Regions from separate parts of the Zea mays genome. Here regions 2 and 3 are each linked to region 1. The links are chromatin contacts, called in public Hi-C maps. All regions are on one chromosome and are shown on one strand. Each heading gives the region's core, a stretch centred on a gene start, on an enhancer-like site or on the middle of the called end of the contact. The rest is flanking DNA. Distances are from core to core; before and after follow the strand shown.

Region 1 (4,977 bases), core at 876-3,375:
TACTCATGTCGTTTTTTTAATCTTTTGTTTGTATTAGCTAGTTCATTATCTAAGCAACTAAACACTCCACTGCTAACTAACCTTTATCTAACTAATACTAGCTTTCAGCTAAAATTTAGCTGAGGTAAAATTAAACAGGGCCTAAATTGATGAACAGTAGGATTCAAGTCCTGGCAGATGGAATCATATGCACCCAAGACTTCACCACACTAATAATGATACTTTTATATTGAAGTAGAGAACTCTTGTTGTACTAGTAGGAGAGAAAACTGATCTTGGCTACCTCCATAAAATAGTGGATCTATATAAAACTGCTGGGTCGATTATCTTAGTCATAAAATGATTAATATTAATATCCTAGCACTCTCCCATAGTGCAATATTGTTTGGTGAAAACCTAAACGCCTGTATTTTTTTCCCCTTCTCCGGGGCAAAAGTCTTTAAAGAAAAGAAGGCCGGTAATAAGGATATCTAACCGGCACCACCAGAAATTTACCACTACCGTGATGATATGATATGTCTTGTCAAAGTACGACAAGTGGATCCGTAAGAGATCTCGTATAAGCACGAGATATTTCTCTACTTTCAACTGCATCCTCTGGTAGTAAAAACGCAAGCAGCAGGCCAGCCAGACCAAGATTCTGGCATCGTGCGGGCAAGGCCATGGCCAAGCAATGTCACTCCCCACCACAGCACTCTCAAGTTCCATCACACGGCCTATAGCTAAAGCCTATGTGAGAGAGAGGAGGAAGCCTCCAACCTTGGACAAAACCCTACACAAGCAAGCACCGCCCTCCCAATGCTTTACCCCAGCCTAGCTCTGACACCCCTGCACCCCATTTGCATGGACACGATTTGACCCTTCAGCAAGCTAAGAACACGCGCACACGCATGCACATGAATTCTTTCAGAGGCTCGCGTCTTTTGATACACACAACACATACGAGTACACACGGCAACAAAACCAGCGTGCAACGCGACGTAGCGTCCTGGATATTCGCCATTAAAAAAAAAACTTGTGCCGTGTAGAGATGGGGAGCGTGCGTGGGGTTTGTTTTATTTCCTTTCCTCACCGGAGTGCGTGGCGGTAGCCGCCGGCGAGCTTCCACCGCTGCAGAGGTCGCTGAGCTGCGCCTGAATGCTGCTCAGGAACGACGCGGCCTCGTCGAACGGCCGGGTCAGCTCCTCCTTGTAGCGCACCAGCACCCGGCAGTAAGCGTCCTGGAATCACAACACAAGCACGCAGGCGCGTCGGCGCGTGCGCAGCGCATGTAATAACAGACGATTAGGAACAAATAAATAAATCCGCTGGCCTGGAATCATGTATAATTATCCCTTTTTATTTTTATTTAGATAATAAGATAGATAGATAGATAGGGGTAGATATACACGACGCCGACCATGAATTCGTCGAGCTCAGGATCGACGCCGATCTCCCCGGCGCCGGCGTCGGGGCGCCTCTCCCGGCTGACCTCCTCCAGCAGCGACGTCACATGCGGATGCGCTCCCACCTTGAAAACAAGAAAGAAACCGCGCGGACGACGACACATCCACGTATATAACGCAAGAAATAAAAACATGGATCAAGATCCGTGCACGTAGCTAGACTTTTGGCACGCACCTTGCGGCACTCGATGTAGGCGGAGAGGAGGGACGGGTAGCGAGGGTGGCTGGCGATCTGCGCCTTCATGAGCTCCGTCAGATCCGACGGCGAGGGCCCGCCGGCGCCGGCGCCGGCGACGGACGCCTCGCTCGCCGCGCCTCCGACGACCCGCGAGATCCCCGGGTGGATGCTGTACAGATCCTCCATGGAGTGGAGCGGCAGAGCCAGCTCACCTGTACATCACGGCTGCTGCCGCTGTTTGCGCACAACTGGTATTCTAGTACGCCACTGTAGGGAGTGAATATGATCCTCGTGTTGTGCTGGGCTTCCAAGAAAGTGAGGGGGGCAGGAAGCCAGAGGCTTATGGGGGAATTTTTAGCAGCTGCTCGCACTGCAGACGGAGAAGCTGCAGGTGCTGCTGCAGCAGCAGCAGCAGGAAAAGCTTGTGATATCTGCAGGCGGATAGATGGAGCCAGGAGCTCCCACTCCTAGGGGGGAGAGAGAGAGGTTGGGGATGGGAAATGGACGGGGCACGGGGGTGGAGGTGGAGTATTCTACATACGTGGAAAATGTGAAGGTTGGGGGGAAGGGGGAGGTATTTGGCATCTTGACTGTTGTTTTACTGGATACACATTGGGAAGGTTTAATTGATTTGATTTCTTTATTAGCATGGTTGGACCCTTGTGTGTTCCGGGATTTGGAAGGATGCTCTCTAGAAGGACCGAGGTGATCATGTCTTAAATATAGTTTTCCTCCCTACGTTATCTCCAGTGACAGACAATTCTGTTGCAACTCATTACCATTATTAATACTTCCAGTCATAATTCTGTATTAAAATAACAAAACACGCTGTATCTCATATTAGAGTGTTGGGTTATTCTAACTAAAATTTAGTCCGTGTAACATTTAATATTTTTTAAATATCTATTACGAGTATTAAATATAGACTTCATTAGGTTTAATAAATTTGTCTTATCGTTTAGTCTTTATCTTAGTTTTATAATTAGACTATATTTAATGCTCATAATTTTTATTCAAATATCTAATGTGACATGGACTAAACTTTAGTTCGTGGAACCTAGAGATGACAATTGGTACCTAAAAACCCTATACTGATGGATAAGAATCTTTACCTATCGGATTGACGGGTATAGGTACGAGTTTACGAGTTGATATTACCCATATCCGTGTACCCATGAATAAAATATACCCGCTTTATATAACTATAACCATCTAATAAACCTCATCTTAGTCGAAAGAAAATCTTTCTCTAGCTACCTTTCATTTGTTTAACTATCAAATTATGCAGTTATTTAGTTTGTTATATTTTTTTATAAATAATGATATGAGATGGTACTATCCGATATATCCCGTTGCCATCTCCACTTGAACCAAACAATCTAGACCCCTAGATGGATATCTTGTTTTCGTAGAATAATTGAGCCGGGAGCCCACCACGGGCTCCCTATTTGTATTGAGAATTATTACATAGCGCCAAGGGTAAACATATAAAGAGAAAGCCAATTTGTCGCCCGACACTAGTATAGAGAAGCTCTATAGTGGTGGTTCTAGAGCTATTTGAACTGGCGTTTTTCAGTGACTTCAGTGCTAGGGGCCAGTAGAAATCGGCATTTTCACTGGCGGGTTTCTTAAACAACCCGCCAACATTTTCACTGGCAGTGCTCAGGAATTGTATGGGAGAAGCGAATTATCCACACTCACCATAGGTATGCTGGCATGTTATGTTGCATTGTATACATTGTCTTCATTACGATCTAGTAAATATTTTTCTTAGTTTATTTGTTTGTGTACAGGGAGATATTATCTAGTGGATGTTGGTTACTCAATTCGTGAAGGTTACTTGCCACCATATCGAAATTAGAGATATCACTTAGAAGATTTTAATCGAAGAGGAGCAGAGAAACTATGCAGGAAAAGTTCAATTTCCACCACTCGAGTCTGCGAAATGTAGTTGAACGGGCTTTTGGACTTTGTCAAATCAAGGTGGTATGTGCTACGAGGAGTCCCAATGTACGAAAGAAGCGGGCAAGTGAAGATTGTAATTACTTGTTTTGCTTTGCACAACTATTTGTTGAACTAAGGCCACAAAGGAGGATCAGGGAGTAGTTCGCATGGCCAAGCTGATTACGATGTGTCAGATTAGGTGAATGTTAATACAAGTCCAGAAATGACATTAGTGAGAGATTAGACCGCTGCTGGAGTATAATTGATGTAGTGTATGTAATGAAGTAGTTAGATATAATGAAGTAGTTAGATGAATCTGATTTGTGTTGTAATGTATTGTGGTACTGAGTACTCTCTGGTATTGAGTTAGATTAGGTGAATGTTAATATTTGTACTTTTATAAAATTACCTTTTAAGACAAATTGGTGTATTGGCGGTTCATTGACGGCTATGTTAACAAAACCGAAGTGGAAGTAGCCTGTTCCACTAGCGATTGGCTTAAGTGCACAGCCAGTGGAAATTACTTTTTAAGACAAATGGGTGCACTGGCGGTTCACTTAACACAACCGCCAGTGTAAATAGCTCCTTTTCAAGTGAACCGCCAGTGGAAATAATAACATTTCCACTGGTGGTTCCTTAAGCCAACCGCTAGTGTAAATAGCTCCTTTTCCACTGGCGGTTGATTTAGATGAACCGTCAGTGGAAATATATTACACTAGCGGTTTCTTAAGTTGGATCCACCTGTTTATTTTCACTCATGAGCAGTAACTGAAACCGTTAGTATAAATTTCTGCGTGCCGACAGCTTAGAGCTCTTTTCTACTAGTGCGAGGTGTTTGCATTTTTTAATAATTATTAGTTAGTTCGTATAACTTAATATAATATATCTTAAAATAAAGATAGTTTGAGTTGAAGGCTCAGTCTGTACAATTTAAATCTATACTACTCTATTAAGAATCTAATGTGGGCACCTAGTGCTACCACGACTTCATTCTCCGCGCTGACACTCTAAGCTCGCCCCACGCGTCCCGCCTCGGCGTCGTGCCCTATGGGTGTAACACCGTGAAATCCTAAATGTGAGGTGTTAAAAGAATCCTCCCAAAAGTTTTAAATGAAACCTGTTTTATAATTTAATTATCCTACAAATATTATCTTTTGTTGAAATTTTATCCAAAAGAACTAAACTAAATAAATATCTTATGGATATATCTTTATTTTTTATAATAAATTCCATAGTGTTGATAAAAATATATTGTATTAATTAAATTGGATGTTTTGATCTTTAATTATTAGTATAAATTATTTTCTCATTCTTCATAACCATGGACATTTTTTTCTAAAAGAATGAGATAATAAATAACTCAAATAAAATGTTACTTTGCATACATGCGGGGTTTTGATATGTGCATTT
Region 2 (4,977 bases), core at 927-3,426, 990 kb after region 1:
GTGCTCTCTGGTAAGATAATTTCCACAGATCTCATTGCACTTTTCCTCTATCAACCTAAACCATCCAGCCGAAGGAGCTTTGTACGAAGATTGTTCCATAAAACTGAAAGCTAGAGTAACAAGTTCTTCATTTTTTACTTCACCTCCTTCGGTAGTTTCCACCCGGTCCAAGTCGAATAAATTTTATAGGAAAGTGCCTCTTAAATCAAATCTCGAGACCCAATCTTCTTAATAATTGTATCAAAGGCTTTGTAACACTCTTTAGCAGCGTCACTTAGTTTGCACTTCAGCCGATTCAGACCGAAGCTAATCCTTAAAGGACCCATAGGCACTCCTTTGAAGTCATCGCGTTGTTCAGAGTCAACTTCGACATAAAACCACTCTTTTGTCCATTCCCCATGCCACTTGGTTCGATATGCAAGGACCAGCCCAGTTGTATCTTTGGACTTTGTTTGATAGTGCAAATCAAGCACCATGTAGAAAGCATCAGCATTTGTGCAACCCAAATGAAAATGCTAAGGCGGACTATGGCATTCGGAGTCAATTGATGCACGTATGCATCATAACGTTGCAGTATCTTCTCGATCATCTTGTACATCGGAAGTCGAAGTCCTGCCTTGAAAAAGTTCTTGTATACAACAACTTCGTCTTTTCCCAACATTTGGGTCACTTCATTCCCAAGGAGACGCACATTGACTTTACTGCTAAAATAACCAAGATTCTTCATAGATTGTAGGTCCTTCTCCTTAAATCCTAAACCCCAATTTCATTATAGTTTGGCTTCAAAGGTCTGTCCTTGGGTAGCTTCGGAACAAGCCTTGACGAGAACGGAGCCCTCATAGCTTCAGAGATGGGCATGGTATCTTGTCGTGCCTCTGAAGAGGTAGGTGTGATCAGTTTTGTGGTCGTCCAAATCCTAGCCATTTGGGTGGACTAGAGATTGTCTAGATGACTTCGTTGAAGCCAGCTTCCGAAACAGCGATGGATGGAAGCTTCGGAGTCACACCAGGTAGTTGAGGGTAGTAAATGTGATCCACACCCACCTGCTCGACTGTTTTTATATTGAGAAATGGACACGAAGCGGTGCAAGTCGCCAAAAAACTTTTCTGAGCATCACTCTCAGCTTCTCCTCGCCGATTTAACTTCCAGATCAATTATTTTTATTGAATCGGTCTATCTTCTCCATAACGAGCTTCAGGAAGGTGTTTTTCGGACCTTCGCCACAAGACCTCTCAATTCTATTTTTTTGCGATCTAAGCTCGTTACGAAAAAATAAACTCATTCCATAAGGGACTACTGTTGGGGGCCTACCTTTGCCGAAGGTCCTCAGGTAACCTTTGTTTCGAAGTGAACAAATGATTTTCAGGTATACAACTAACATCAGACAAAGCTAAGCCTCGTCCGAAGAGCTATCAACAATAGCCAAAGCAGCGTAAGGGAAAAAACTTTGCTCAACACACACGATAAAAAAGGATAAAACTCGAGGCCACAAGCTTCAGCACGGAGAAGCTTTCACGCGACGAAGGTCAAGACCTGCGCAATGGAGGAAGGAGAAAATACAATGGTGTCCTGATGTCATTTGTAAATAATGTGTAAAACCTTGAGTGACATGATTGTAATCTTGTGCGAAGGCAGTTTCTCTTCCCTGTAAATAGATGAATAGTGCCATGTATAAAGTACTTTTTTGAGGGTCGTAGCTTCGTATCACGTAGCATTTGAAGAAATTTCGTGCCACCTTATGTTAAAGAGCCAAATGTATGCTTGTAAACTCATTTAATATAAAGGAAGATAGAATAAAAATGTTAAGGCACATCAGATAAGTTCAATACAATGCTTTACATATTTTTTTCATATCGTTTCATTTACACTTCCTTTTAAAAACCTTGATCCTTTGCGCCAACAATTGAAAAAAAGTGTTAAATCAAAGGACAAAGGTTTAAGTATTTAACTTGTGTTGACTTGATTTTTAATACCTTCAGGAGATTGAAATCAAATACCAACCGTACTAGTTGTAATTGAGGGAGCAATAAATACGAGATGAAGGCATCAAAAATCAAGCCAAAACCAGAAGTTCATTGTTACGGCTCATGGACCCGGTTCAGACAATCGTCGCGGCGTAGGGCGGGCGGGGTGCGTGGGTAGATGGGCAGTGCATCGCTCGCCCGCCTACTGGCTACTCCTCACCGGCCCCATTCCTCCACCCGCCACTATAAATCTCTCTGCTTCCGACCAGCCTTGCTTCGCCCGTTCCAGCGACGCACTACTGCGGCGAAATCCCGCTCCCGCGTTCCCCATCCTCCGGCCGCCTCGCTTCGGCCTCCCTCCGGAAGGTTCGCAGCTTCAACACCCCCAGCTTGCAAACTCTCCCGCTGCCTCTGCTGCCGCTCTCGCTCTCTGCGGCATTAAGCCGAACGCTCGGCGGCCCGGATCGCGGACCGCGGATCTGAGGATCCGCGTGCGCCGCTGGCGGCGTGATCGCGTCTGGACCTTGCGCCTCGCGTGTGATTCAGTGTGTTCGGGTGGGAATGGGGGCCTGCATGCCGCTTGTGATCTGAATTTGGCCGGGAATGATCCTATAGCGCGAGTTTAGTCGGATTGCTGCCCGGTGGTGAGAGAGGGGTCATGGGGCTTTGTTGGATACCGGTTATTTGGACTTTCCAGTGCGGTTTTTGTAGGGATCTGACGGGATCTAGCGGTCTTGTAGTGTTGGGTTTGGTGGCTTTGGCAGCGACAATTAGCGAGGGTTTAAACTTTTCGTGTTCAGGAAGTTAACTTCGATATTCATTCTGGCTTAATCCGTTGTTAATGATCGTTTACTCGTTCGATAGTGTTGTCCATGATCTCGTGGAGTCGTGGCCCGTGGGAATGGTAACATTATCAATACTGGGGATTTGAATTCAATGACTCGTATGTTATTAGAAAAAAGAAGAGATTTGGAGAGCAGGAATAGTTACCTTACAAATATAGGACCATGATGCTAGAGAAACAAAGAGGTTTGGACGACTTGGATGTTGTACATATAGTTTGCTCGATTTTGTCATTAAAGAATGATGATGGAAGTAGTTGGGCAATGATGCCAATGCAATGTGCTGGTCTGTTGTACTTGGGATATAATTTTCTGCTTCCATTTTTTGCTCATTTATGGTATACTTTTGGATGTTGAGCTGTATTCTGTGTGTTGTACTTGAGACCCGATTTTCTGCTTTGATTTTCAGTTCTTTATTGTATGTTTCTGAATATTGAGCAGTATTCTGTGGGTTGTTGAGCTTCTTGTTTTATTTAGTGTACATTGGATTTTGGAAGACAAGCTCACTCCTTGGTCTGAGTGTCCTGTTTATACTTTTGCATTTTTTGATGTGGTCATATTATAATATGATTTAATACACCTTGCATTAGTCTTTATAGTTTAGGACTGTAAATTCATTTTTTTGTGTCTGCTATAAATTTGTCTGTAATTCTTTGTTTGAGATCATTGGAAAAGATTCCTTATGTACCTGGTTATGAGAAGTATAATTAGCTATACTGCATGATTGATTATTGGAAAATAATTCAAAGAAATTAATGTACGTTAGCTATAGAGCTTTCAGTTGTTGTATTTTCTTGCATTTGAGATTCATCTTGTAGTTGTTCATTGCAATGGGATGGATGCATGATTATCCACTATTAGTTTGGTTCTGGACTCTGGTAGCTCACTAGAAATATGTGCATGGACTGTTGGAAGTAATATTAATTACGATTTTGTATTGTATTGTCTCTGCCCACTAACTTTTCTGTTTACCATATTATATAATTATTTATTTTTACAGGTGTCTTAAATCATGGCGACTGGCCAACTTTTCTCAAAAACTACCCAAGCATTATTCTACAATTACAAGCAACTTCCCATCCAACGGATGCTTGATTTTGACTTCCTCTGTGGTACACATCAACTCTTCATTCTTTGTTAACATGGTTGAATGGCGTTCCTGACTTACTTATTCCTTACTGACTCCGTGCTTCTTTATAGGGAGAGAAACACCTTCTGTTGCTGGAATAATCAATCCTGGTTCTGATGGTTTTCAGAAACTTTTCTTTGGACAAGAGGAAATTGCTATTCCGGTTCATCCCACGTAAGTTCTGTAGGTCTTCGTATCTGCCATTTGATTGGGCAAGAAAATTGTTCTAGCTTTGGTGATGACTATGCTATCTGATTGCTAGCACAGCTTGGTATTTACTTGTGTATTTTTTGTAGAGTTGAAGCTGCATGCAGTGCACACCCAACAGCTGATGTATTTATCAACTTTGCATCCTTCCGGAGGTTAGCCATTATTTCAATTATTCTTTTGCGAAAGAGCACATGTCTTGGGTAACTAGATATTAACTATATTTGAGGATTTTGCAGTGCTGCTGCTTCTTCAATGTCAGCTTTGAAGCAGCCAACAATAAGGGTTGTAGCCATTATCGCTGAGGGTGTTCCTGAATCAGATGCCAAGCAGCTAATTAGTTATGCACGTGCTAATAACAAAGTAAGGACTAAGCTTAACAAACTGTTTTTTTTAAAATAAGATGGTTCATTTACAAGCTACTATCATCTGAACAGTACGTTTCCATATCAATATAGGACTATATCTCTGTATATAAGTTTATAAAAAAACTTTAGGTTCATCCAATCATCCTAGACATTGCTACTGGCACACTCCATGTCTTGTCATCTGCATATTGTCCCTTATTTTTGGTAAACAGCTTTAATATGGTTTGTAGGTCATCATTGGACCTGCAACAGTTGGAGGAATTCAAGCTGGTGCTTTCAAGATTGGTGATACCGCTGGAACCATTGATAACATAATTCAGTGCAAGCTTTACAGGCCTGGATCTGTTGGTTTTGTGTCTAAATCGGTACTGCCTTTATACCATTCTTTCATTATTTGGTTTGCTTGTCTATATACAACAGCAAGAGCAGCAACAAACATTTTTCGCCCTCAAGTAATCAAGGGCAAG
Region 3 (4,977 bases), core at 644-3,143, 730 kb after region 1:
GTGGCCGCCCCTGACCTCGGGCGAGGACCACGTCATGGTGGGCACGTCCAGCACGTGCACGTCGCAGAGGTAGTTGCCCTCGCCCTCCCCGCTGCCGCCGAAGACGACGAGGCGGTCGCCCCCGACGACGGTGACGGTGTGGCTCTCCCGCGGCGACGGCGGCGGCGCGCCCTTGCACTGCGGGCGCGTCCACTCCCCGGTGCGCAGGTCCAGCACGTGCAGGTCGTTCACCTTCCTGCCGCCGTTGGTGCCCCCGAAGACGAGCATCCGGTGGCCCACCAGCGCGGCGCCGTGGCTGTCCCGCGTGCCCGGGCACTGCCCCGTCGTGGCCACAAGGCTCCACGCCATGGTCTCCACGTTCAGCTTCAGCACGTCGCCGAAGTGCAGGCCGCCGCAGCATCCCTGGGGTTCATGGCATGGTAAGTGGAGCTGTGTGTCGCGTACTGGTAGTTCCATGGATCGTGAGGTTGCTGGCATTTAACATTTCCACCACTGACCACACCACCATCACAGCAGCATACCAATCAGCGGGGAAGCTTAAACGCGGGACGGACTGGTCCAACCCTCCCAAGCGACGGGGGAAAGAGAAAGAGAAACGAAACCAGAGCGAAAAAAAAAAGGTCTCTTGTTCCTCCTTTTTCCCCCATCCGCTCGTCCCACTCCTGATGCAGTACATTTGCCGCTAAACCATTGAGAATCTCAGCTCGAACCAACAAGTGGTTGGGGACAAGATGTGGTGTGAGGATGAGGTGAGGCCTCAAGATTGTAGGTAGCAGCAAACTGGACTGCAGGTGGGGCGGCCGTGACGAACAAACTGTACAGCAATAATTCAACGAAAGGCGAAGCTGCTTTTGCTTTGCTACCGCTGCTACTTTTTTTTCATTGTGGAGGGAATATTACCGCATGGACCAAGGACTCCCCCTCACTTTTGGTGAAAGCTGCGGAACATTTTGATTGTTGGCTTCCTGCATCAGTGGGAGGAGGAGCAACGGGACAAAATACAGCTCCCAGACCCAGAGGATGAAGAACAACACCGGAAAAGATACAACTTTTTCCTCCGAAAGACTCTGCCCTGAATCATTCAGCCGCGACAGGGGGGGGGGGGGGGGTCGGAGCTCACGCCACCACCAGCATGCGTCTTCCTCCTGACGAACTAGGAGATGCAAGACCCGGCAGACTCTGAATACGTTCGCAGCTTATACCAGTATTAATAAGTTTCCTCCCATATTATATTGTGCTATATAGCTCTACTAGGGTATGAATCGATCAAATTAAAAAAAAGATGCGAAATTTGTACAAGAATTCAGAGCAAAAACGTGGTTGGAGAAGACGGGATCAAGAAGAGGACGAAAAACTGAACCGCCGGTTGATCACGATATACGTACCCCGAAGACGTAGACGAAGCCTTCGAAGAAGCAGGCGGAGTGGCCCCACCTCTCCGGCGGGTTGAAGCCGACGACCTTGGGGTACAGCCACATTGCCTTCCTCCGCCGCTCCATGTCTCGGTTGCTTCTACTGCGTCGTCGGTCCGCCCTCGCTAAATCTAGTTTTTTTTCTCTCTGATGAAACAAAAGAGGAAGAGGGAGGAAGCAGGGTGGTGAAGAAGACTGGAGAGAGGCGAGGGAGACAGCAAGCGGCAAAGGAAAGATATGCAGCGAGGAGGAGAGAGAGAGACGGAGCGAGCGAGCGAGCCGGCGTTTTCTTCACAAGCTGTCACACCAGCCGTCTCTGTTGCTGATGAGATTTGCCACGAAGGAGCTAGTGAGGCATCACACATCAATCAATCAATCAATCGGTTTCTCACTCATCACTCGCGAGATGGACATGGGCATGAAAAGATAGGGCCTCTCAACTCATGTCCAAGGTTCTCGCTGCAGTCGCGGCGGGTCGCCCGCCCAACCCCAGCTATCTAATTTCTGGGATTCTGGCGACCGACACACACACAGCTGTGTAGGTGTAGCTGCTGCTGCGTGGAGGGGACGGAGGCGAGGGGACAGGAGTGACCTCGCGATGCAAAGGCGCCCCCTGCTCTGCTATGCTATCCTATCTCTCTGATTCTCTGTGGGGTGGGGTCACCATGAACTCGACCGGTACATGTTTTCGCACGCAGAGCCGAGGCAGCATCTACTGCCTACTGCTCCTATAAAAATACAGAAGAGGCCGGACTGCACTGGATGGTGTGTGGGCTTATGGGGAAACGTGTGTATGGGAATGTGTGAGGGAGTTTAATAAGTTTATTTTATTTGTCACCAAACTTTTTATACATAATATTTATATTTATGGTTTTCAATTAATTTATTATAAAAATATATTTCCTAACTAACTTAACAACATTTATTTAATATTAAAATATAAGCACTTTTTATGTACAGTTATTTAACTTTATTATACTAAAATATGAGACTAGACTAGAATTTAAATTAATTGAGTATTTATCCACCTACAGTACAAACATTCGACACTAACGGACTGCGGACAGATCAGGAGCGATGCCTGGAATAGAGATGAATTCTAAACATAGACAAATTTAATAATTTAAAATAGATGTATATAGAATTTGTTGTTATTCTTTAGTTATATTGTTAAGCACATTATTTAAAAGAAGGAATAAATTTTGTATATTTTTTTGTGCACCATTTGTTTTCTACGACGAAAAAGTAAAAAAAAAAACATATGAATCTATATTTGGATTTGAATTTTATATCTATCATTTCAAAAGGTATAGGACAAATTTAAATTTTACTTTTTTAAAAAATCTTAATAAGCTCAATGCATATAACGATAGGAGACAACTATAGGGATGTAATTGGATCGAATACGGTCGGATATCACTGAAACCATATTTGTTTTTATATTTTTAATCGGATTCGAATTCGAATACGGATAGCTTCGGATACGAATACTAATGTTCTCGGATACAAATACGGATAGATGTGTGTCGAATACGGAACTAGTCAGACACAGATATTGCCTTGGTTATAATCATGTTTCCACTCCTTGGGTCCAAACATTTTTTGCGCTATATGTGTACATATGTCGCGTTTTTTAAAAAATTCATGAATTTTTCAGTTGTGTGCGCATTATTAATTTATTTTGCATAAAACCATCAAAATGCAAATAAGTTACCAAGACTAATAAACATTCTATAAGAATATAACCTCAAGTCTCCATATGAAAATGATAAAGTGAAGTATTGATTATATTGAAACTTGGATACTTAGAGTGATTTCACGTGTCATTCACGCAACAAGTGAAAATGAAATGAAAGAAACACTAGCATATTGTGAATTTTATGGTCTAAATTTTTGGAGGATTATATGTGGACATATGCTATGCCTCCATAAAATTTTATGAATTTCTGAGGCTGTTTGTGTATTATTAATTCCTTTATACAAAAAATCAACAAAATGCACACAACTATCCGGATTAGATATCTGGATATCCTAGAAGATATCCAGATATTCGATATCCAACGGATAACAGATATATTGTAATCGAATTCGATATCCAAACATAATATCTGTATTCGTATCTGTTATCTAAAAATTCCATCCGAACCAATGTCCACTATCTTCGAATTCGGATCCGGACAAATATTTTCCGAACCATATTACATCCCTAGACAACTACTTTCAATCTCTCTATATATACGACAGATAGATTATATGAGACAAGAAAAGTCAATAGTGAAATTTTAATTAAAGAACACACTCATTAAAAATATAAGTTTTACGTATAATATATAGAAAACATAAAACCCATACCATAAACTATAATTGGGATCAATTAAGAAGCTTTTAGGGTGTTTGGTTTGAGTAATGAAGTAGTCCATTATCTTCTCACTCCTCACTTTTTTGTTTGGTTTGTGGAATGGAATGAGTTAATCCATCACCACCTCATTCCTCATAGTTAGTTATTTAGTACTAATATGTGGAATGAAGTCATCCCACCAAAGTTGAGGAATGGACCCATGATGCACCATTTTATTTTGGATAGGGTGATTCCTCAAACCAAACACATCATTTATGCCCGACTTGCTGCATAAAAAACTAAATTAGAAGCTTTTCATAAAAAACGAGTTGTTCTAGCAAGATTTGTAATATGAGTACCTTTACGCTTTGCCTAGATGTAAGGGGCCATTTTGGGATTCCATTTCTTAATACCATGACCAAAATGAACTCTCGCTTCTATCATCTCTTTCAAATTGATGTTCCAATATCTTCTTGTCATTTTTCCACACTTCCTTTTTCTTTTTTTTCTTTTTTCGTGTTACCATTACGGAACAACTCAACCAAATATTCTATCTAGTCATCTATCCTCAAAACTTTGTAATGTATGCAATTTAGTAGCTTCATTGGATTTGTTATCATACCCAAAACGTTGTTCAACATATTTACAGCAAATAAAGCCAACGTACTTAAGCTTAAGTACGTCGACTGTACATGAGAGGAGCATAGCTAAATTTAAGTACATCGGTTATACGGGTTCTCAACAAACTTAGATTTGAGTATGTCGCCCATACGGACTTAAATATAAGTATGTTGGTTGGAGGCCGATGTGTTTAACTTTTTGGAGAGTATAGTCACCTTTAGGGGGTTAATAGGCGAAACTTGAAAATTAATACTTTCAAAATAATTTTAGATCCTGGTTAGCGGTTTGCACAATCGGAGTAGAGAGGAACTTCAACTTGCCACTTGTTGCTCAAATGAACCTATGTCTCTGTTGAGGCATCCCAAGGAACCGGGTCTCTTTGAGTCCTCTCTTTATCGCTAACCAATGCAAGGGATCGAAGTCTCCGCAAGGTACTGCACAAACTTGGAGTCTCTTGCTAGCCTTTACAAAGGATGAGAGTTCACAACTCAAAGAACAAGAGCACAACAACGCAGAAATACACTCTTTATTCTATCTCCCTCAATGCACTATCACAATTCAACGCACATGGCTATATCTTTGTGATACTTGAGAGGTTTTGATTGA

The links. A called contact is a pair of places that touch in the nucleus more often than the background predicts.
Region 2: a Hi-C map of tassel shows a contact between it and region 1, with 5 times the contacts expected there. The contact joins the promoter of LOC100381760 here to the promoter of LOC542487 in region 1. A contact is called at or near these places in 2 of 25 Hi-C or Micro-C datasets (ear and tassel).
Region 3: a contact with region 1 is called in a Hi-C map of ear, with 3 times the contacts expected there. The contact joins the promoter of LOC100281462 here to the promoter of LOC542487 in region 1. A contact is called at or near these places in 2 of 25 Hi-C or Micro-C datasets (ear and tassel).

The regions. Positions count from the first base shown.
Region 1 is chr3:54,364,328-54,369,304 of Zm-B73-REFERENCE-NAM-5.0, reverse strand. LOC542487 (liguleless 3) reads right to left here and starts at 2,125. Exons shown (of 5, transcript NM_001112038.1): 1 at 1,621-2,125; 2 at 1,400-1,510; 3 at 1,073-1,220. The coding sequence starts at 1,809.
Region 2 is chr3:53,375,396-53,380,372 of Zm-B73-REFERENCE-NAM-5.0, reverse strand. It overlaps LOC100381760, which reads left to right and starts at 2,176. Exons shown (of 17, transcript NM_001361542.1): 1 at 2,176-2,330; 2 at 3,807-3,918; 3 at 4,007-4,109; 4 at 4,232-4,297; 5 at 4,382-4,505; 6 at 4,741-4,875. The coding sequence starts at 3,819.
Region 3 is chr3:53,632,040-53,637,016 of Zm-B73-REFERENCE-NAM-5.0, reverse strand. It overlaps LOC100281462, which reads right to left and starts at 1,893. Exons shown (of 9, transcript NM_001154380.2): 1 at 1,386-1,893; 2 at 1-402. The coding sequence starts at 1,499.